Regions from separate parts of the Mus musculus genome. Here region 2 is linked to region 1. The links are chromatin contacts, called in public HiChIP or PLAC-seq maps. All regions are on one chromosome and are shown on one strand. The core of a region is the stretch at or near the end of the contact, and the rest is flanking DNA. Distances in the headings are between cores, read along the strand shown.

Region 1 (3,992 bases), core at 527-3,026:
GGGGGAGCATGTGACTCCTGGCTTTATAAGGAGTATAGCATATGCGCATAGGGAGGACATGTGACTCCTGGTGAGCGGAACATTTGGCTGTTGGTGACTACAGAGGATGTGCAAGCAACTAGGGTGTGGTGGACAGCTTGGGGGAGGGTAAGTACATTATCTCATTAGGGGTGGTAATTATTCCTCCCATATCCTTAGTGTGTCCTCAGATGAATCAGTTCTCCTGGGGGATGGTCTCCTAGCCAGACCCAGCAGGATTAACTCTTAAGGAAGAAGACAACAGCCAGGTGTGCCTGACTCACTATAAAAGGGGCAGCTTGCCCCCTCCTCGCTCTCTTGCTCTCTCCTCTTGTTCCTGCTCCTTACCCCTTCTCTCCTCCCATTCCCTTTCCCCACTTTCTCTCCACATGCTCATGGCCAGCCTCTCCTCCTCTCTCTCTGTCTCTTTCTCTGCCTTTCTCTCAACCCATGCCCTGTCTCTTCCTCTCCCCATGCCCTAAATACACTCTATTATATACCATATGGCTGGGTCCCTCAGTGGGAAGGGATGCCTTGAAAGAACCTAGTGGGGAAACTCCCACTCAATTCCTGATTCGGCGTGCACCCAAGAATCAGGAACAGAACAGAACGCCTTGATGTAAAAACACGAGGTAGTTTAATGGCAGAGTTCCGGGTTGAAACGTATCTCACACAGGAGACAGTGGTTTTGACCACGAGGCTTGGAAGCTAGAGGTTTTTATAGAAAAGGGGCTGGGACTGGGGGAGGAATTGGTTTCACATGATTGCTTCATTTAAACATTAGCAGACTGTACATGCAGATAACATTTAACTTAGGTCAGAAGGGCGGGAGATAGGGAGCCGCCGGGCCAGTCCGTACATGTCATTCTCTTTATCTTTATGGCCAAGCAGCCTCAGGAATGTCTTAACGACCGGCCTGCTCCGGCATGTCCTGGCCTGTTCTGCTATGTTCTCAGCCCCAGGTTTCAAAGCTTACAAACTCTTTGGGCTATTTGACATAAATTACATGAATCACAGGTCTCAAGTTTTATTTTCTTTCAGCCTCAGCAGAGACACCCCTTTCCTCCACACTTTACCACACGTCCGCCCACCAAACAAATTCTTTCTCTCCTTATCTTTTTATAAAACACAACAAGAGGTGTTCCACTATTTTGGCCAAGGGGCCTGCCAAGTGGTGACATTGCCAAGGAAACTGGAGGCAGAGCCCAAAAGTCTATTATGATAGAGGAGCGCATCCTGAAAGACCTCCAAAGGCTACTGTGACAACTCTTCTGCCAGCCCAATATTTAAGAATGTAACTAGAGCCGGGCGTGGTCGCACACGCCTTTAATCCCAGCACTCGGGAGGCAGAGGCAGGTGGATTTGTGAGTTCGAGGGCAGCCTGGTCTACAAAGTGAGTTCCAGGACAGCCAGGACTATACAGAGAAACCCTGTCTCAAAAAACAAACAAACAAACAAACAAAAAAATAAATAAATAAAAAAGAATGTAACCAGGAAGCATCCTGTAAGAGCATCCTGTACTCTCCTCCAAGTCTCTACCAATGTTGTTGGAAAATGCCTTGATTTATGAATTTCCTTTGTCCAGAGACTATGAAAGCCCATATACCTGCTGTCACGTTTGACTGTGTCTTTCAGGGCAACTGAAATACGGTCCCTGAGCCACTTATACTTGGCTCAGGCTAAGCCATCCCCTATTCCTTTGGAGGTGGGAGCTACATTTTGTGTCCACAAGAGAGAAGAGGAAGAAGTCGAAGGCATCTGAGCTTTCTGCCCATCTGGTCCCCAAGTCACAGCCTTTATGAAAAGCAACACAAGTGTTTTTGAGTCTCAATACTGCTTGTGTCGAAACCAAAGTCACCAGTTCAGATTTCCCAAGGAGTCCTGCTGTCTACAAGGGAGATCTAATCGCTCCTATTTTATTTCTACTCCAGCATCAAATAAACATTTTTATCCCACAAATTTATGGGAAAGCAGTTCTCCCCCTGATATGTGCATGCTAATGCACTTCCTGCCCTGCCAGTGTTTGCAAAAAGCATTCTCAGCCTTTGACAGGTAGGAAATTTGCATTTCCATTAGTGGGGCCTTTGTCAATTGTGAGTGGTAAAAGCCCCAGAAGAATAGGGAAGGGGAAAATGTATTGTGCTTTAAAAAAGGAGACTTTATTGCACGGTTCAAGGCGAGGCACAGAAGACAAAGCCCTGCCCTGCTGAGTAGACTGCTGCAAACCCCACCATCGGAGAACTTAGGAAGGCCCGTGCCTGTCACAGGACAAGCAGAGGGGAGGAGAGTCTAAATGTGACTTTACTGGTTCACCATTCCCTTTGTCGAACATTAAAATCACACACTTGACAGAGGATGACAGGGGAGTGTGGTACTACTAGTCCAGAACAAGTGTTTCTTGTCCCTGCCCCATTAGCTACAGCTATAATCCTCACATTTCAAATTCCTCCTGTTTGGCCACAGTAACTCCGCCAGGGCTGGGGGTTTGATTTGTGTACGCAATTTGTTTTCCTCTTTATGTTGATACAGTCAAGACGCTCAAGAGAAACAAAAGCTCACAAATCCACAGCAGCAAAAAGAATGATGCATACCGTGCTGCTCTGTTTGTTATCTTACTTGTCCTCCAAACTCTGTCCAGAACTCCTCGAAACACTTCCAGTTAAGAAACTCAGAGGCAGCACTCAGTACTGGGGGTAAGGACACACAAGAGAAGATGCTACTGAGACCTGGGACAGAATGAAAACAGGATTTCCATGAGGAACAAGCATATACCAAGAGGGGACCTGAAGCATTGGGGGACTCCCTCCAGGAGACCCCAAGCCTTTCCAGAGTCACCACAGAGTTCCTTAAAGTACCAGTTGCAGAGAAGAAAGATGGCCACAGGCCTTAAGCAATGAACAGAGGGCACACACTTTTTAGCAGTGGGGCAAAAACCAGTCTCACCTTTCTAGGCACAGAGTTTGTTCCATAGATAGCTGTTTCTCCTGTGATGATCCATGATTCAACCACGAATGATACCCTGGACTTAAATAGTATGCAAAAGCAAAGAGCGTTTATTCTGCAGAAGTTCAGCATGCTCTACCATCTTCCAAGATGGAGGTGCCCCAGTGAGCTCACAGGCCCAATTTAAAGCACATTAGGGGAATTCTAGGGAAGGGTAAGTGACCTCTATCTTAATCTGTTGGCTCTATCTCTAGGGACATTCCAGAAACATTGCTGGGGTGTGGGGGACTGGAAACTGTTGCTGGGGCAGTCTGAAAACTGTTGTTGACCCTTTGCCCTTGACTCAGGACAGGGGGAGGAGCAGCTTCAGATGGCAGGGCAGTTTCTGATGGGCTGCCTGAGGCCTGGGTGTAGTAGTAGTTGTTGTTGTTGCTGCTGCTGCTGCTGCTGCTGCTGCTGCTGCTGTTGTTGTTGTTGTTGTTGTTGTTGTTGTTATTTTCCAGTAACTGACTTGCCTGGAGTTGCCTGAACTTGCCCATTCTGGAAACAGAGATTTATACCTAGCCTCCTGAACTGCCAAGTTGAAGCCTGTTATGGAGTCAGCCTAGCCCATCTCACTTCTTGCTACACCCCTCGCCTATTTTTAACAGATACTATTTGAGTAACTCCTCTATGCCAGACACTGAGGGTACAAAGGCACAGATTGGGCCAGATCCCCTTGATAGTGGATGCTAGGCAGAAAGGACGGGAATGAAATGGCCCTCTGTGGCCATCTGCTCCCCATTTGGAACACTTGATTATCAATATGTCAACTCTCTGTGAGACAAATGGCGTGATCAGTGGTCAGCAACACTCTGGTACACAGGGAAATGATTGTTATTAAGGAGGCAGATTTCAAGCAGCATAATGGGAAATCTCCACGCTGCTTGTACCTCATTTCTATCACTGATCTTCCACAGCTAGATTAAAAAAAATTTTTTTTAAAGTGCTGCTTGCCTGTAAGGGATGAAGATCCAAAGTCTGCTTGTAAG
Region 2 (3,699 bases), core at 483-2,982, 330 kb before region 1:
AAGACATTTTTTTCCTTCTAAGGAAGGGTAGTTATTAGAAGGAAGGCAGTTCCTTCTCTATGTGAACATCGTAGACAACATCATGTCTTTACAAATTGGAAGCCCCAGATCCACCAACTACCGAACCTTTCCTGTGTCTGCTTTGACTGTCTAGCAGTTGGTATGTGCCTCTGCGGTACCAGCGTCCTGTTCTGTGAACTGGCCACAGTGTGTGTGTGTGTGTGTGTGTGTGTGTGTGTGTGTGTGTGTGTGTGTAGCATGGACTTCTTGTGTAAAATAGAAAGAACACTCTGAGTAACATTAAGAGACTATGAAGTCAAGGCCAGGCATCAGCCAATGAGTTGTTTGAGCAATGTTATAAAGTGTTACCGTTCTGTGTCTTCCGGGTTTCATCTCGTTGGGAGGCTCTGCCAGGATGACCTAGGACGGAGCCCAATGACAGTGACTCGCTGTAAGAATTCAGAACATGCCTCGTGCTGAATAAAGCGGGATTGTAAAAATCCTCTCAGAACGACATCTGAAATAGCATTAAAACGCAATTTCCTTAGGTGAGGCTTTAAGGCACTCCAATGAGAAGTGATAGCCCTCCGAGCGAGACGGTGTCAGCATTATGGGATGGATGTTGTGTTGCTCGTGACTGACACTAATCCATTAAGGGTGTGAGGGTCATTTATTTTCCTCATGAAGTCATTAAATACCATTCTTGATTTCTGTTCAGTCAGTTAGATTGTACCTCTCTGCTTTATGATCATTATATACATTAACACTGTCTTGGTTTCATGCACTTTAAACCATAGATATTATCACATTTGGAGTTTAATATAAAGAAATAGTGTATATAATTCGACGTGAAATAAAGCCAATTGTGAAAAATTCTATAGTTGGTTCATTAACACAGAATTATGTTGATGTAGAATTATAAAATTAATAAAACTGGAATGCGAATGCGTGTCCATCCAAGATTTCCCCACTGTGACTGTTATCTTAATAACTAGTCATATTTCTCTCTGTTGCTTGGTACATAGGTATCGTGCTCTCCCATTTTAAAATTTTTCAAACTGGGGAGGGAAACATAGACATTCTTATATGATGCTCTCTTATAGAGACATAAATATTAGGCTAGTCTTTGCTATATTTTCCATTTTATGTTCAATGGCTTCTTGAAATTATGTAGAATTGATGTTTCTGCATTGGTGGTTAGTATAACCGATGTCAAAAGTTAGAAAACCATAAAGAAGTGTGTGTATGTGTGTGTGTGTGTGTGGTTGAAGGTATGTCTTAACACTAGAAGGAATTATTCATTAATCTTTGTGCTTTGGCTGTGTTTTAAATTATTTCCCTTAACCTATCCTTTCGGAATTTGGGTAGAAATGAGCAGTATCCAACAGTGCCACGGGGGAGACTAGCTGGGGAGAGCTTCCAATGGGAACTCCGGAAGCTGTGCGGTAGAACCAAGAGGAAGCCTGTTCATTACGGCAGCCTCCTCAGAGCCGCGTGCTCAGCACTCTTCCATAGGCTCCTTGTGGTCCTCATTGACGGAAGCCTGAGCAAAGCCGTGATCTTAATGAATGATGACAAGCCCTTTGCCTGTCCGGCAGACGTTCCCGCCCTGGTCCTTTAAGACGAAAACCTAATGGAAGACGCTCAGATGGACCAGCTCTCTGACGATACCCCTTAAGTGCTCACCCTTTTCCGATGTGAATATTCAGAGAGCCGTGAAGCTGCAAGGGGCAGCATTTAATACCGTCTTTCTCATAATGCCTGAATAATTTTCCCAGAGTCTGATCGTTGCAGCTGCAGTGAGCGTGGTTATTTGTTTATTCTTCACCTTAGTCCTGGTGGAATGCTGACCTAGCTCATCTCCAGGGCTCCTGGGGAAAGCGATTTCATATTCATAGCTCTGGTGGGTTCTTTCAAACAAACAGAAAACTGAAGCAAGCGATAGCCATTTTCCTAACAGAGAAATGGGGAGGGGGTCGAGGGGGGAAGAGCTGGTTCTGCAGTTGCCTTTTAAACTCGAGGCCCCAAATAATTTTATTAATGAAGAATTGATTTGAAAAAAATGAAGACGGTCTTAACATATTTTTAATGGTTATCTGTGAGAGGGAGTGCTGAAGCATGGGCTGTCGTGGTGAATTATAGAATGTTTTTGAGATTTCCCTCTGGTGACGTTGCTCATTATGTTAAACAGCCCGGCTTCTAAGCTACTGTAGTTTCCGTTTTATGTGTATTGGCCTTCATTTGCTGAAATGCTTCAAGTTCACAGTACTAAAGTCATTTTGAAAACGGGATGTAATTACAAAGGTATCTTATGCTTACCAACAGCTTTTTTGGATCAATTTAATTATCATTACTTGTGGATACTGTAAATTGAATATCCCTTCCCTAATTACATTAAACTCAGGGGTTAGCAGCTTAAACATCTAAATGAGAAAAGTTCAACCTTTGCTATAAATAGGAGAATTGTTCTCTTATTTAGCCTGACCTCAGAAGCTAAAAGCATTCTGCATGATATTGTCAGGTGAGTGTTATAAAGACAGTCCGTAATGAGATCTGTAATGAGGAGCTAAGGTATAATGGCCTTTGGAAAAAGTTAATTTATTCAGCATTTCCTTACTGCGTGGCAGAATGGAAGTTTGTGTGTCCAGACCCTTTTTTAAAGGGGCCACTCACAGGCTGCTCCGTTTACTCTGGCCTGCCAGTAGTTTGAAGTGGTTTAATATTACCGTTCCAGCTTAATGGAAACCACCATTAAAGCAGTGGGTTAGTTCTGCCCTTTTAAATAGGGCTAATTTATTTAGGGCCTTGGAGTGTTGTTTTCCTGTTTCCGTCTCCCTCCCTCTCTTCTACATAAATGATACACAGGAATTTATTCAAACCATTTTACAGGGTACATTTTTTTCTCAGAGTACATTTTTCTAAAGGGGGAAAATAACTATAACTATAGAGTCTTCAAAACAGGAAGTAGTGTGTGCACCTGTGAACCTGTGAGCACCTGTGTGCATGTGTTTGCGTGCATGTATGTGTGTGTGTGCCTGTGCCTGTGGTGTGTAAGCATGTGTATACTCCTGCTTGTGCATGTACATGTGTGTGTGTACATTCACTGTGTGTGCGTGTGTGTACATGCGCTGGGTGTGTGTGCGAGCACACCTGTGAGCATGTATATGCATGTGTGTGCATGTGTGTATACATGTGTATGTGCACCTATGAGTGTGTATGCATGTGTGCACTCCTGCTTGTTCATGTACGTGTGTGTACATGTGCTGTGTGTGTGCATATACACCTGTGAGCATGTGCGTGCATGTATGTGTGTATGCATGTGTATGTGCATCTATGAGTGTGTATGCATGTGTGCACTCCTGCTTGTGCATATACATCTATGTGTGTACATACTCTGTGTGTGTGTGCACACACACCTGTGAGAGTGTATGTGCATGTGTGTGCATGTGTGTGTACATGTGTATGTGCACCTATGAGTGTGTATGCATGTGTGCACTTTGGCGTGTGTGTGTGTGTGTGTGTGTGTGTGTGTGTGTGTATGTGTGTGTGTGTGTGTGTGTGTGTATGTGTGTGTGTGTGTGTGTGTGTTCGTTCCTGTTGGGGAGAATCAGCCATTCATTGACGCTTGTTTGTGCCTTGGGTCTGTGGTCCTTGTCTGCATTGTAAGAAGATGGCGTTGGCTCCAGTGAGAGATTTGAT

What was found. HiChIP or PLAC-seq counts read pairs in DNA pulled down with a chosen protein or histone mark.
Region 2: an H3K4me3 HiChIP or PLAC-seq map of embryonic basal ganglia shows a contact between it and region 1, with 3 times the contacts expected there. The contact joins two enhancer-like sites. A contact is called at or near these places in 1 of 15 datasets of contacts at CTCF or cohesin (the NIH/3T3 cell line), 2 of 115 datasets of contacts at active chromatin or transcription factors (embryonic basal ganglia and embryonic stem cells) and 1 of 9 other capture datasets (embryonic stem cells).

Annotation. Positions count from the first base shown.
Region 1 is chr8:48,177,340-48,181,331 of GRCm38.p6, reverse strand. No RefSeq gene overlaps it. Among named protein-coding and RNA genes, the nearest start is that of Gm32194, 27 kb to the left of the region's middle. Within about 2 kb of position 1,776, at least 20 of the 459 cell types and tissues checked have an H3K27ac peak or open chromatin away from gene starts, as enhancers often do. A contact at or near this core is called in embryonic basal ganglia, where this site is marked.
Region 2 is chr8:48,507,269-48,510,967 of GRCm38.p6, reverse strand. All of the region lies in intron 2 of Tenm3 (teneurin transmembrane protein 3), which reads left to right. Among named protein-coding and RNA genes, the nearest start is that of Gm39178, 150 kb to the left of the region's middle. Within about 2 kb of position 1,732, at least 48 of the 459 cell types and tissues checked have an H3K27ac peak or open chromatin away from gene starts, as enhancers often do. A contact at or near this core is called in embryonic basal ganglia, where this site is marked.